Regions from separate parts of the Macaca fascicularis genome. Here region 1 is linked to region 2. The links are chromatin contacts, called in public Hi-C maps. All regions are on one chromosome and are shown on one strand. The core of a region is the stretch at or near the end of the contact, and the rest is flanking DNA. Distances in the headings are between cores, read along the strand shown.

What was found. A called contact is a pair of places that touch in the nucleus more often than the background predicts.
Region 1: a contact with region 2 is called in a Hi-C map of liver, with 3 times the contacts expected there. The contact joins the enhancer-like site here to the promoter of FOXO3 in region 2. A contact is called at or near these places in 2 of 2 Hi-C or Micro-C datasets (liver and skeletal muscle).

Annotation. Positions count from the first base shown.
Region 1 is chr4:12,874,181-12,881,894 of T2T-MFA8v1.1, forward strand. LOC135970300 (a long non-coding RNA gene) reads left to right here. Exons shown (of 3, transcript XR_012433343.1): 2 at 6,606-6,676. It overlaps LOC123573063 (a long non-coding RNA gene), which reads right to left. Exons shown (of 3, transcript XR_010585995.2): 2 at 86-155. It also overlaps the pseudogene LOC102128011. Among named protein-coding and RNA genes, the nearest start is that of ARMC2, 71 kb to the right of the region's middle. Within about 2 kb of position 3,736, at least 1 of the 6 cell types and tissues checked has an H3K27ac peak or open chromatin away from gene starts, as enhancers often do. A contact at or near this core is called in liver, where this site is marked.
Region 2 is chr4:12,645,465-12,653,151 of T2T-MFA8v1.1, forward strand. FOXO3 (forkhead box O3) reads left to right here and starts at 5,642. Exons shown (of 4, transcript XM_045391691.3): 1 at 5,642-5,832; 2 at 6,904-7,643. The coding sequence starts at 7,026.

The sequences.
Region 1 (7,714 bases), core at 2,486-4,985, 230 kb after region 2:
AATATATATTTAAATTTTGGAAGCAATGTTCTTCTTTGTGTTATTTGTGTCCTCTGAGATGCAAGTAATTTATTGGGGAACGCACCTGTAATGGAAAATGATGATGGAGCCAGAGGCGATGGGGAGAACACACAGAGTGTAATGAAGGTCTGACCCTGGAGAAGACAGGAGAGAGGGAAGGAAATTTTGACAAGGTCAATGAACGTCCTTGAGCCAAAACTGCCCATCAGAAGAAGTCCCATCTCTCCCAGGAGAAGGCGTGCCTTCCTATTCCTGCTACACTGAGAGGTGGACTGGGGGCAGCCCCTGGGAAGCTCAGCCTCAGATGTGTTGATAGATTCAGAGCACAGCAGCTGGGGCCCTTGATCAGTGGCACTCCCTGCCGCAGATCTCATGGCTGTAGCCCCTCCAAAATCTGTGCTGATCACCTCTTTACTGAAGTTTGCAAATATTGCTCTTATGACTTCCTTGATTTTATAGTTACAGTGACTTGGATTCTTCTGATTCTAGGAAGTAACTTTTTTCTTTAATCATGTATTCATCCATTCGTTTAACCAGTCTTTATTAAATACTTACCACACACTATGTACTGAGCTAAGTGCTGGGGACACAAAAGTGAGCAAAACAGACCTGGGTCCCAGATTCATGGACTTGAGGATCTGCTGAGCAGGCAGAAATGAATCAAACAACCAGCCATATAACTTCCCACTCTAATGAATACGGCAGAGAAAAAGTGTAGAAAGTCATGATGCATCTGACACCAGTCTGGGAGTTTGGGGAAGGCTCCACAAAAGACATGAAATATTAGAAATAAATGCTCATTGAGAAAACAGTGTACAGAAGAGTGTAAAGTACAAAACTAGGCTAGGTGGTGGCTCATGCCTGTAATCCCAGCACTTTGGGCAGCTGAGGCAGGAGGATTGCTTGAGCTCAGGAGTTCAAGACCAGCCTGGACAACATAACAACATCCTGTTTCCACAAAAAAATTTAAAAAATGAGCCAGGTGTGGTGGCACGTGCCTCCCATAGTCCCAGCTACTCAGGAGGCTTTGGTGGGAGGATCTCTTGAGCCAGAAGGTCAAGGGTGCAGTGAGCTGAGATTTGAGCCAGAAGGTCAAGGGTGCAGTGAGCTGAGATTGCACCACAGCACTCCAGCCAGGGGGACAGAGCAAGACCATGTATCAAAAAAATTTTAAAAAAGAACAAAACTAAAATCACTCATAATTCTAGAACCAGAAATAACCTCACCTAGCAGCTTTCTTTGTCTTTTACAAAAAAATGCAGTTGTCTAACACAGTACTGTTCAATAGAACAGAATGTGAGCCACATATGTAATTAAAAATTTTTAAGACTCTTGAGACATTTTATAAAACTTTTGGAGAAATACTGTTCTCATTTGCATTGCTGGCAGTCCTCAGAGTTCATGTCTCACTGTGACTCTGGCAGTGGTGACCAATGTAATTTCCTCTAAATTTGTTAATTCGATTTGTCAAATTTGGCATTTCCTTATTTTCACAAACAATTCTGAAGTCTTTGCATTCTAGAGAGGCTGAACATTCTTTGTCCCTCTGCTCATTAGCTAATTCATTTCTAGTTTTACATTACTAATTTTCTTCTCTTAGAAGCGAATGAATGGTGCCTCTTACATTGAATGGAGTCAGATGAGGCCTGATACTTGTATTTATTTTCATATGCTAACATGGTTTGATTTCAAATCTCACCAACAAAGGTTCAGCTTTGCCGACTGGAAGACGCAGTGCTGAGTATTAGGGGAAATGTACTGAAAGCTGGAGGGTGCTCACAGGAAACATATGAGTCCTGGAGGAAAACGGCAGGTTGGGCACAGCAGCCGAACCATGAGGCTGTGCACACTCGGATGCCATGGGACATCTGGGTGCCCACGAGAGCAAGAGTGGGGCTGGGTAGTCGACTCTGGAGGGATCAGGTTCGTGGAAGCAGTGAGATTTGAAACAGACCTGGGGGAGAAGATCTCCAAGAGCAGGGTGGGGTGAGAGGAGCTGAGGGCTGGGCTGGAACAGTGAGTGTCTAACAGCAGGTGTGGAAGACAAAGCAGGAAGGTTTGCTGGGCCCCTGTTCCAGCAAAGTTTAAACACCCCCCTGAGGCTTTATTTTATAGATTTTGAGAACCTGGCAGGCGTAGTGCTCATGCCTCTAATCCCAGCACTTTGGGAGGCTGAGGTGGGTAGGTCACTTGAGGTCAGGAGTTCGAGACCAGCCTGACCAACATGGTAAAACCCTGTCTCTACTAAAAATGCAAAATTAGCTGGGCTTGGTGGTGCACACCTCTAATCCCAGCAACTTGGGAGGCTGAAGCTAATTTTGCATTTTTAAGTAGAGACAGGGTTTTACCATGTTGGCCAGGCTGGTCTCGAACTCCTGACCTCAAGTGACTTACCCACCTCAGCCTAAATCCCCACCTACCCTGGGGGGAACATCAACTTGGCCTTCTTTAGAGCAGGCTGACCAATGGCTACCTCCATTCAGAAATGCTTGCTGTAACTCAGGACATCCTGTGTTGGCTTTGTCCCAAAGCCCAGGTGAAAATCTCCAAGCCCTCTGCCAATCTTAGGAAGGAAGAGGGACCAAGCATCGAATGAGGTCTCTGATCTGGGGAGGAGAAGCACCTTGAGGCAGGGAAAGCCTCCTTCCAGCACAGACAAGGCAGCCCTTTCTTTAGGGGGGTGTCCTTTTCAGAACCAGGTGCTGCTAAGATTTAAAAAGTATTCTGTTTGCTGATTCAACTGAAATCCACAAAATCTGCCCCCAGTGCTGGGTTCAACCTCTTTTTGCCAAGGCGGTTTTTACAAATGCTGATGAATCACTCCTTGTGGCTTCCTAGGCAAGCACATTCCTCCAGCATTTTGACACCTGCTAGTGATTTAAAGTCCGTTTGGTGCCATAAACAGTGGGGGCCGGCCCAAAGTGTTGACTGATTAGAAACCCATTGGGCAGGCTCGCCCAAAAGGGCCTGGGACTGGATTAGCGCTCCACCTGCCTTCCCTCCTTGGGTGAGGAGGTGTGGGGTGGAAGGAAGGTGAGAAGGTGGTGCCCCTTTTCTGGATCTCTTGATTTCCCCTTGACTCTCCATCTAGTATTGTCTGCATACACACACACTCGCACACACACACGCGCACACTCATACACGCATGCACACTCGTCTCTGCCTATGGCCGTTTGATATCTTGTTGAATAGGCTCTGTGAGGGGCTGGAGGAAGGGCACATGTTGGAGATAATGCCTACTTTTACTTCACTCGCAAAGATTCATCCCAAATTCTGTGGGGGTGTGTTGGCAGGGAGGGGAGGCAAGACTAAACAGAGGGGATAAAAACTTGCATCAGCATGATTGCTTTTAAAAAATATGACAACTTGTGAAAGCTTTATTTTCTGTTTATAGCGAAAGGCATTTCTTCTTGCCATTTACAGAGCAATTCTGCAAGAGAGCTTCAGCAAAATTCCAAAACAATCGCATTGAGAGTCGGCACAACCCAGGTCTCCCGACTTGGGTTCCAAGCGAAGTTTCTTTTGTCGTTTGCTCGCCTCCAGGGATGCAGTCTCTACACTCTCTGTGGGACGGAGGGGGAACTTCAGTGGAGGGAACATTAAATATTAGGAAACCCGAAGAAAAAGCAAAAGCAACTGCTGTCTCAGGCTGCCCTTCCGAGGTTCGTAGTCCGGGAACGATGAAGGGAGACTGCCACCTATGGGCCAGGTTCCAGGGACGCCCGCACGTGGGGTTCTGTGGGACAGACGCAGTCTTAAGGTAGAAGGGAAGGCGTCTTCGTGGGACGGTGAGTCATCGCACACTCTGCTTGCAGGCAGAAGCACTCTTAACTCATTCAGGACAGATGAGATGAGCATTTTCCCAATTTAAAGGGCACACTTTTTTTTTTTTTTTTTTAAACAGGAGTGTGATCTTGTTAGCCAAATTCTATAATGCAAACAAAATAATGGAACTGACGCCCCAGGACCCACCATCAAAAATAAACAGATGTTCAGTTCACATTGTTTGGCTGCTAGGTTCCACAGTGGGATCCACTCCGGCACTACACCTGAAGTTGTATGGCTGCTTAATAAAAAGAACCAGCATAATGAATCAGAAACAAACATCCTCATGCCATGCCGTCCCAGTAGAAAAGCAACAGGATAAATAACAATTAGGCAACTATCAAACCCATTCCAGCAGATGCCTGTGAGTGGGACCACGGGAAATGAAAGTGGAATCAGGCACAAAGGGGAATATAAAAGGAAGCACAGTTGTAAAACTAGAGAGGGACCTCACACGCAGTCATGGTAATGGGATAGGAACTGAAGAGTATAATTCAATCAGCTCTGCTCCCAACGTGAAAAAGAAAAGTCATATGCTCTGAGCTTGGCGAGTGGGAGACGGCTATTGTGTTATAATGGTTCCAATGGTATCATACAGTTGTCCTTTGATATTTGAGATCTATGTGTTCATGAATAGCATATCCTATTATTCCCATTGTCTTTCATTATAAAATCATATCTGCCACAGAATACCTATACAATACTGGATTTAGAGTAACCAAGCAGTCCCGACTCCTATTGCAGAGAAGGGAGTGGTGTAGGTATTTGTGTGTGCATTTTTTTGTCTGAGTTTGTGCATATGTGTGTTTGTACATGTGCATGTATATGAAAGCATGTGTGTGTATATGTGTGTTTAAACACGGAGCTCAGGAAGGATTATGGTTCTGTCACTCCAAACCAAAGGAGATTTAAAGACCCTTTGCCCAGCATTGTAGCACCTAGAGAAAAGCTAACCCTGTCCAGGGAGGCAGCTCCCCTGAACAGGCACATGTACTGAATAGGCACAGGTCCAGACCCATCAGAAAGGTAGAGTGGGGCTGTAGAGTCTTCAACAGAAATCAGCAGGTAAAATTTGGGATGCTAGAACAGTACTGTACTTTCAGCAACTGGCAAAGGAAACACAGGAAAGAATCCAACAGAAGCAGGATGGGGATTTTCTGGGCAAACTTGTAGGCTGGGTGAGGAAGAATAACCCAGTGTTGTATTGTGCGAATAATCCACATTTTGTTTGCCCATTTTGCTCCTGAAGGACCTGTAGGAGACAGGAGCTAGGCCAGAACTGTTCTCTTAGCCCCACTGACTGAGGGTTAGTAGCATCAGTTCCTAAGTGAAGAAGAACTGGTACCAGAACCCATCAAATAACCTTTAGGGTTCTTTGTACATAAAAACATAAATAGTGCCAAATTCTCGTTAGTAGCTCAGTTGCTCTTTTAAAAAACACTCTTTTTCTCTTTTGTGAAGTGTAAGTTCAAGGGTCTTTCTAGATGTTGTAACATTCAGACACTTGGCTTAGGAGGCCTCTCTCTCCCCTCTTCATAGATCTGAGCAATAACCAGGAAGATGTGGGTATCTTTAACATATTAGTAAATTATATATACTATCATTTCATACACTTTACATTTTATGTAAATTATATTGTATAAATATTTATGTTGCATCTTTCTAGTTTATCATTACACGTTTTAGATGTATCCACGTAGGTGATAAGGATCTAGTTCACTCATTTTAATGGCTGTGCAGCATTGCATTGCATGAATAATCCACATTTGATTTGCCCATTTTGCTCCTGAAGGTCAGGTAGCTTGTTTCCACTTTTAAGCTATTACCCAGAGTGCTGAAAGAATGTGCTTTTGTTCATATCTCCTTGGACCCATGTGTCTCTTGGGAACTTCTAGACATATAGTGGCAGAATTTTTGGTCATAGGTTATGCATTAACTTTACTGGGTGTTGCCAAATCACTCTCTACACTGGGTCTGTCATCTTACACACCCACAAGCAGTGAAGGTAAGTATCCATTTCTCCATTCTCATCAACTCTTTGTATTGTCAGAGATTTTTCAAGAAATTCCCAGTCTAATAGGCATGAAATAGTATCTATTTGTTTTAATTTGCATCTCCTTGACTACTAATAAAGGCGAGCACATTTTCATGCATCTATAGACCATGAAATGGCCTCTTTTGCCAGTTGCTTATTGACATCCTTAAGCTTTTTTGATGTTCGGTTGCTTCTCTTTTTCTTGCTTATTTGTAGGAACTAGCTATATATTTTGGATAGTAATCCTTGGTTGGAAATGTGGGATGTAACTATTTTCTCCAAGTCTGTGTTTGTCTTCTTGCTTTGCTATTAGTGCCATTTGTTGTTAAGAAGTTTTAAAACAATTATATACTTCAACTTCTCACTTCTCCATGATAATTTTTTGCTTTGTATTGTTTAAGAAACCCTGTCCTCCTTGGATATCATAGAAATATTTTCCTATAGTTCTGTCTAAATGTTTACTTCTTTTCCTTAACACATCTGAAATTTATTGTTGTTCACGCAGTGAGGTATGAATCTAATTTTTCCCTTAGAAAATACTATTAGCCAATAGTCCTAGTGCCATTTATTGAATAGTCATCCTTTCCCTGCTAATTTGCAGTGTCACCTCTTATATCTTAAGTTCCCACTTATGTGTGTTTCCAACTTTTTCAGAAAATTTGCCCCATTGATCTATTTAGCCAAATGCTGATACCAGAATATTTTATTTTATTTTATTTTCCAGGTGTAATTTTATTCCACCTTCTCCAACTTCAGAGCTCCAACCTTAGAGGCAGAGCATTATGTGGAAGGAGGGTAAGGACTTGATATGAAAAAAGTGATAATGACATACCCCTGGTTCATTTCTGGATTTCTTCCTAGGCCAATTCAAAACCTCCAGAATAACGTCAAGTAACACAATAGGCTCACACTTGCATCACAAGCTGTTTAGAAAATGTGCCTAGATCTCTGACTCAGACCAGATGTCCTCCCCACCATGGGCAAGGGCTGGTGGGGAAGACACTCCCAGCCTCCTTCCAATGCTAATAAATAACCTGCAGAATGAGCAGCGCTGGAGAGCTGGCCCTTGGCCCACCCATGCTACTGTTGTGGAGCCAGGCCTGCCTTATAGCCCTCTGTCTTCATGTCACTGAGCTCTAGCTCCTCATTTTGGTCAGAGGTGCGCTTGTAATGCTCCACCTTCATCTCAGGATCATCTTCAGGTGCATACACGTTTTACAAGTAACTGTTTCCTGCTGGATCATCCATAATAAAGTGGGTCTTCGTGTTACCTTCAATGATCTGGTCCATCTTCTGGCTAAACTCCTGCAGTCTCTCCGTCTGGCCAGGATTGGAACTGTCGCCCAGTGTGAAAGGGCTTTTGGTCACCAGTTCCCACATATCTTTCAGTGGCCCTTCCAATGTGATGAACTTGCCCCCGAGGATGGCCATTCCCAGTCAAATTCTAGCTCTGGGATTTCCACACTACAAACCTCACACTTGAGGAGGTCTCTGATCATATCTGAGGGAACTGTGATGTGGAGGGTGATCCTGGTGCCCAAGGATTCTACTGCTTCTCCAGATTTCACCTCACTGGTCTGATGCCTACAGTTCTTGCAGTTAGTAGCCATGATGATAACCTCCTTAAAGGGAGGGATTTGTACTAGCTTCATGTTGGTCTGAGCGGGGGCATTTCATTCTGGGCCGTTTGTGTTAAACTGGAGCACTTCATTTCTGACATCTTCCTCCTCTGGCTTCTCTGTGGGTGCTCTGCCTGGAGCCCCAGCATCTCTTCCTGCTGTCGGGTCCAGTTGTAGTGTGTGATCACCAGGGCATCATCTTTCTGAGCAGCAC
Region 2 (7,687 bases), core at 4,392-6,891:
TTTCTCTGTCATCCAAGCTGTAGTGCAGTGTGGCACAATCATATTTCACTGCAGCCTTGAGTTCCTGGGCTCAAGTGATCCTCCCACCTCGGCCTCCCAAGCACCTGGGGGACTACAGGTGCATGCCACCACACCTAGCTACTTTTAAAAGATTTTAGAGATGGGGGTCTTGCTATCTTGCTCAGGCTTGTCTTGAATTCCTGACCTCAAGAGAGGAAAAATTTGAAAAATACCAGAGAGAACCAAAAACTAACCCTATTGGGGCAGATTTGGCGAGATAACCACTAGCTTTAGACAGGTCGGGGAAGTGTCTCAGGTTATGTTTGCTTATCTGGTTCCAGGCCCTTTTCTCTAGGCCAAAAGGCTCAAATAAAGCCTTTCTTCAGGCCCGTTTTGGAGAGGCAGTGCAGTGTTGGGGAGCAGGAGAATGTGCCATGGATTCAGAATCATCAGTTCGAATCCTAGGCCTGCCACTCACTGTGTGACCTGAGGCAAATCCTGGTAAAAAGAGAAGGATGGTCCCTGCTGGGGTAGGTTGTTCTAGAAATAAACCAAGATGTTTTGTGTATGGAAGTTGCCCCCTGTGTGTAGGCAGTTAATGGCTCTGTCCTCATTCTAAGCAGGAACCAGAGGGTCAGAGCTGAAGGCAAACACTGGCGTGTGCAGTAGAAAGACCTCTATCTCAGGGTTCTTAACCTTCACTGCCTTAGACTCACCTGGCAAATATTTAAAAACAACAATAACAACAATCAATCAATCAATCAATGCCGACCCTACCCTCACAAATTCTAATTCTGTTGGTCCAAGGTGGAGCCTGGGCATGACTATTTTTAAAGCACTCCCTAGTACTCTAATACTAAGTGCTTTCGATTCATAATTTCAATTATCCCAATCCTTCCAACAATCTTAGAAAGTATTCTCATTTTAAGGATGAGGACCTGAGGCTCCACGGTTAAGTAACATCTGAAGGTCACATGGCTGGCAAATGAGGAATCAGACTTAATTCAGAGCCTGAATTCTTAACCCCCCATGCCACTTAGCACTATTTTATGTACCTCACATGGTCTTTGTGAGGTCTAAGCACTGCAAATAAAGTGCTTAGTTCAGGACCTGCAACTTATTGACAATTCAAGGTTGGGTAATGACAAGTATCATTACCTCCTATTACCAAAACAGAGAATTTTTCCCAATTTCTCTTCTATCCAATTCCATTTCAGGTAAATATTCACTCTTTTGTGGAACTCCGGCTTTTTTTAACGATGAAAGCATACATACTTACCCTCCAAATGCACCACAGACAGTCATTGTAACAACCTAGGGGACGCTTTGCCAGGGTTTGTCATGTCCAGGGAAGAAAGGGGAAGAGAGGGGACAGGAGCTGCAGATACTTGTGGAGAGCATGGTGATGAAACCTGTCTGGAATGATGCCCCAAGGGGCGAGCCTCAGCTCATAGCTCTTTGGTACACAGTATTGAATAAAGACACACTGCATGAAAGTAATTTGCTGAGGAGAGGGTAAGCAGAGAAAGGGACTAATGAGGGTGTCAGACATAGACTGGGGAGCAGTTATACCAGATGGGTCACATATTCGTTAGGAACCTCGTCCTACTGGTTTCCTGTCTTCACTGAGATGGACACAGAAGTCAACCCAAGAGGAAAATGTGCACTTGCTGAAGAGCAGTAGGCTCAGTTCCTAGAATGTGGGCTCTGGGGTCAGATGGAGGCTCCAGCTGGCCTAGGTGCAAGGAGAACTAGGCTAGGATACAGGTGCTGAGTGAGTGGTGCCCCCTCAGAGGGAGAGCCCTGGCCTCTACCACGAATCCCCTCACAACTAGGTGTTTGAAATGGTGATTTTACCCAGCTTACTTAGGTAAACATCTTAAATTTTGTCCCTCCAGTGACTGGATTTGCAAAATAGAGTGAACAAGCACCACCTTAAATTATTAATAGAAATAAATAGGGCATAAAATTGTTCAATAAGAGGTGGGAAAAGTTTTGACCAAAAATTCTGCCTTGAAGGGAATGCTGGCATTTCCTCTCAATTAACAACCATAACTTCTGGTAGGAAGAAATGGAGAAGGAACAAGGAGGCCTACTAGAGGAAGGCAAAGGTCAAGGCAATTTGTGGCTAAAAGAGAACAATCTCTGAGATTCAACCTCTGAGTTTTCAAAGGTTTGCCCATATGCACGAATTACAAGGGTATAAGGTGCACATTTACAAAGTTGCAAGTTTACAGTCACTTCCAAATGAAGCTTTGGATCTTCAATTCACTTGAAACTTACTCAACACTCTACATATGACCTCTTGAATTTGTCTTCTACTGTTTTTTTGTTGTTGCTGTTTTGTTTTCCTTTGTGGTGGGGAAGGGAGGACAAGGCCTCACTCTGTCACCCACGCTGCAATGCAGTGGTACAATCATGGCTCATTGCAGCCTGGACCTCCTGGAATCAAGCGATCCATCCTTACACCTCGGCCTCCCATAGCTGGGACTTCTTGTATTTTTTGTAGACACCCGGTTTTCGTCACGTTGTCTAGGCTGGTCTCGAACTCCTGGGCTCAAGGCATCCTCCCGCCTCAGCCTCCCAAAGTGCTGGGATTGCAGGTGTGAGCCACTGCACCCCGCCTTCTACTATTTTTAAACTTGCAATATTTCTTTTTAACGTGTCTTATACCCTCAAGTAAGCTCTTCAAGGGAAATGGCTTTATCATGTGCCTGCCCCCCGTCCCCCATTCCTCACTGTGAAGCTCACAATGCTGTGTTAATCTACTGAATCTTTGACTCTTCCACTCTTTTGGAATGCCCCTGGGATATGCGTTCTGTAAATGGACACTCAACATGTTTATACTGAAAATCTAATGGCTGAGAGCCCAGCCACTGTAAACACATTATTTCTACTTTTGCAGGTCTGCACTCTAATGACAAAAGATTGCTTAAATTTAGAGAAGAAAACGCGTGGATTTCTTCTACAGTGTTACAAGTATTTAAACCAGCAACGGAAAATTCTTGGAATTTTATGCTGCATCACGATGCGCGGCCCTGGGTGATCTAGCCTCCCAGTTCTTCGTGCAAAGCTCAATACCAGCTTTTAACCACCACCATACCACCATACCCAACCTGTACCCCAAGCACTGGCACTTGAAGCCGAGTTGTGGTCGTACATCACACTCCACACTCCCAGGCTGTAAACCAAATGCAAACGCGGGGCTTCTCAGTGGGACAGGCCTACAAGGAGAGGAGAGGTGCCTCGTGAGGAGCAATCCCAGTAAGCAGTCAGAGACCCCTTCCCCAGACTTCCCCTTCCAAGGGCAACCCGAAATAGCAGAAGCGCATTTCTAGTGGGCACAGCCGCATGCCCACGAGACAGGCACATGTTGACCGGGGGAATTCGGTACAAGGAAGCGAGGACACAGAGCACGTAGGGTGCTGAGGGTCCCTCTCGCGGCCAAAATATGTGTGCCAGTGAGTGTGTGCGCGTGTGAGATCTGCTCCAGAAACCGTGGCCGCGGACTGGCGCGGCCTCCTGGGCGAAGCACAAGCAGGAGGCTTTGTTCCCTGAATGTGAATGCGAGAGCCGAGCTGGGCGCAAAGACGGCGGCGTTCCGCGGCGGCAAACCGTCGTCTCCGCCGCGGCTCGGGCAGCGCGCGAAACTCTCAGATTCCCCGGCCCGGGCCGCCGGCTACGCCAGCGGCGCGCAGCGAGGACAGCCTGGCTGTCTCGCGAGCAGCGCCCGGAGAGGCCGCGCCGCGGGCCCCGCCGCGTCCCCCAGCCAGCGCGGGCGGCCCCACGCGCCCGCCACTCGGCAGCGCAGCCAGCGCCACATTCCATTTAAAAATAACACCCACGTGCGCTGGTAAACAAGCGCGCGCGGCTACCGAGGCCGCGCGCTCGGGCCCAGCGTGTGCAGCGCGCGCGCCCGCCCTCCTCCCGCACGTGTCGGCCGGCGCCGCTCAGTCCCCGCCCCCTCGGCTGGTCGCGTCCCGCCCACGAGCCCCCAGCCCAGCCGCTCCAGGCCCTAGTGCCCCCTACCCCGCCAGGCGCACCCAGTCGAGTGCGCTGCAACTTTCCGCCCCCGACGCCTCCTTGTCGCCGGCGGCCGCAGGGTCCCAGGTCGGCTCCCTTCCTCCCGTCCGCTGTCTTCTCGCGTCCCCCCTTGAGCCCTCCCACCGCCAGCGGGCGAAGGATTGGTTTCTAGTGCGCCCTCTCCCTTTTTCCCTCTCCTCTCTCTCCTTCCTTAGAATTTTACTCGATTGTTTATTATTTGCTGGGGGGCGGGGGCGGGGGGCGGAGAGGGGCGTCTGGGGCCTGGAGACTGGTAGCCGCGGCCAGTAAGCACGCGGCGTGCCTTGACGAGTAAGCCGCGCAGCGAATGGCGACGCGGCGGAGAGCTCCGGGGTCACGCGCGTGTGGAGACGATGACATCATCTGTTTGTACGCGTCGAACTAGCTTGGTGCAGGGGCGGGGCCGCGCGTCACTTGAGTGACGGGCGCTGCGCAAAGCCCGGAGCCCGGAGGCGGCGGGGCGGGCTGGCTCCTGTGTACGCTGGGCTAGACCTTTTTGTGTATGGGGTCGTTGAGGAGCCCGCTTCTAGACTCTGAGCTATCTCTGGTGACTTACAAGGATTTTTTAAAAAAAGATATTTATGAACTAGTGTCTAGACTTTTGGTGTGCATGTCGCGTGTAGTGCATTCGTAGAGTACAAATAAACATTTGGGGCACGGATCGTAGAAAAAGGACTTGTGCAGATGTTTTTTGTTTAACCTAAAGGATACGTATTTTTTTAAAAGTCAAAAATGCACACGTAGCGGTTTTGTCGTCATTTACAAATTAGATTAAAATTATTTCCCCTTCTCAATTGTTCGGAATCTGCTCTTGAATGTAGGACAGGGGTAAATTTGCATTTCTTCGGAGTTAGTTACACCTCTCCCCCGTTTGCCATGAAACACATGAAAAGTGAAACACGACTGTGGTCCACCGTCCGAGGCGAGAGATTCAGTGCAAACCTTTTGGTGCCTGATCGAATCTGTGAGCATCAGCTTATCGAAGTTGTGCAGGCGCCAACATCTTCGCCGTTCAGTATTTCCACGCCGCGGTAAACCTTGCCATCCACGCCCAGCATCTCACCTCGGGTGTTACCTAGTGTCGGGTTCTAACAGGGAACCGGACACCGGGGCTGGCCCAGAGCCCGGCGGGCGGACGCGCAGGTCGGGGACCCTGGTACCAGGCGCCCTGCCCGGAGTCGGAGAGGCCACGCCGCTGCGCTCCTTGGAGCGTCGGAGGCTGTCGCTCCTGCAGCTCCCGCTTCTCTTTCCTCTCCCTCCTCTCCCGGGCCAACGCCGCGCTTTGTTGTCGTTGGGGCTCTCGGGAGGGAGGAGGAGCCCAGCGGGGACAGCAGCGGGAGCCCGCCGAATCCCGGCTCACGGCGCGCTCCCGGACACCCACGCCCGCAGCCCCGCGGAGCTGGCCCGCGCAGGCGCGCGCGAGCTCACACACGCGCACTCACACACACACGCCCGCCGCGCGCCCAGCCCGCCGCCCAGCCCTCCCCCTGGGCGGGGACCCGCCCGCCCGCCCGCCGTCAGCTTAGGTTGAGGCGCCCTGCGTGTGTCTATAACTTTGTGCTGCTGCTGCGGCCGCCCTGCTCGTGGAAGGGAGGAGGAGGAATGTGGAAGGCGGCGGCGCGCGAGCTGACAGGCGGTTCCTCGGGCGGGCTGCGGCGACGGCCCGAGCGCTCCTCCTTCGCCGAGGTTGCGCGCCCCCTCCTCGCCGTGCCCCAGGCCCGCGCGGGATCGTGCGTCGTCCCGCCGCGTCCCTGAAGGGAAGGAAGCGAGGTAGGCGCCGGAGCCGTGCAGCGGGCGGCCGCCTTCCCGGTGACTCCGGATCTGCTTCCGAGCTGGGCCGGGCGCTTCCCTTTCCCCTCCCCGAGCCGCGGTGTGCGCGCCCCCCTTCTCGCCCGCTAGTGTTTTTAAAGGACTCAAGGGAAGGGGGAAACTGTCAAGATGGCAGCAGCGGGAGCAAGGAGGTGATGAACATGCTGGTCCGGGTTTTCTAGCAGCCCGGGAGACTTGGCGCTTCCCGACCTGTTGGAAGATTTATGTTCCGACTCGCTCCCTCCCCCGGATCCCGACTGGGAAGGGGGCGGAGGGGACGACGTCCGCGAGAATGCAAACCACACAAAATCCCGAAGTGGCCGTCCCTGCCGGGCTCGACCCTCTGCGAACGCCCGCCGGGCTGCTCCTTCCCCTTCTTTCCGTGTTTCCTTTATTTTTTGGAAGTGACAAGGGCCCATCTGCGCCCAGACCCCCGTTCGCCCTCCGGCCCGCGGACGAAGAGAGGAGAGGGAGCTGCCCGCGCAGTCCCCGGGCTCGGGCCATTCGACCGGGTTAGGGGTGACGGGGGGTCGCGGAGGCAGCTGGGCCGGGAAAGGGGAGAAGAGCCGAAGACAGCACAGACTTGAGCGGCGGCGCCGCGGAAGGCACTAGAGCGGGCCCGAGCGAAACATAAACAAACGCACGCACGCCCGAGCTCGGGCTCTGACCGCCGCTCGGCTGCGCCAGCTCCGGCCGCTGCCCGCTTTAAAGGCGCGGCCGCCCCTCCCCCGGGCGCCCCTCCCCCTTCTCCCCGCCCCGCCGCCTAGCCCGGGAGGGACCTGCGGCGGGCCGCGGGGGGAGGGGGCTGCCCCGCGCGAGGCCGTCGATTCGCTCGCGGCTCCCCCGCGGCCTGGCCAGGGGGCGGTGTCTGCTGCGCCAGGTTCGCTGGCCGCACGTCTCCAGGTCCGCCTGTTCCTGGGAGGCGGGCGCGGCAAGGCTGGGAGGTAGTGGCGGCGGGCGAGGACTCGCCGAGGACTGCGCTCCGGCCCGGGATAACCAACTCTCCTTCTCTCTCCTCTGGTGCTTCCCCAGGCGGCGGCGGCGGCGGCGCCCGGGAGCCGGAGCCTTCGCGGCGCCCACGTCCCTCCCCCGCCGCACCCCGCCCCGGCGCGAGAGGAGAGCGCGAGAGCCCCAGCCGCGGGCGGGCGGCGAAGATGGCAGAGGCACCGGCCTCCCCGGCCCCGCTCTCTCCGCTGGAAGTGGAGCTGGACCCGGAGTTCGAGCCCCAGAGCCGTCCGCGCTCCTGTACGTGGCCCCTGCAAAGGCCGGAGCTCCAAGCGAGCCCTGCTAAGCCCTCGGGGGAGACGGCCGCCGACTCCATGATCCCCGAGGAGGAGGACGATGAAGACGACGAGGACGGCGGGGGACGGGCCGGCTCGGCCATGGCGATCGGCGGCGGCGGGAGCGGCACGCTGGGCTCCGGGCTGCTCCTTGAGGACTCGGCCCGGGTGCTGGCACCCGGAGGGCAAGACCCCGGGTCTGGGCCAGCCACCGCGGCGGGCGCTCTGAGCGGGGGTACACAGGCGCTGCTGCAGCCTCAGCAGCCGCTGCCACCGCCGCAGCCGGGGGCGGCTGGGGGCTCCGGGCAGCCGAGGAAATGCTCGTCGCGGCGGAACGCCTGGGGAAACCTGTCCTACGCGGACCTGATCACCCGCGCCATCGAAAGCTCCCCGGACAAACGGCTCACTCTGTCCCAGATCTACGAGTGGATGGTGCGTTGCGTGCCCTACTTCAAGGATAAGGGCGACAGCAACAGCTCTGCCGGCTGGAAGGTGCGTACCCACCCCGGGCTGGCGGCAGGACCCGCCGGGCCTCC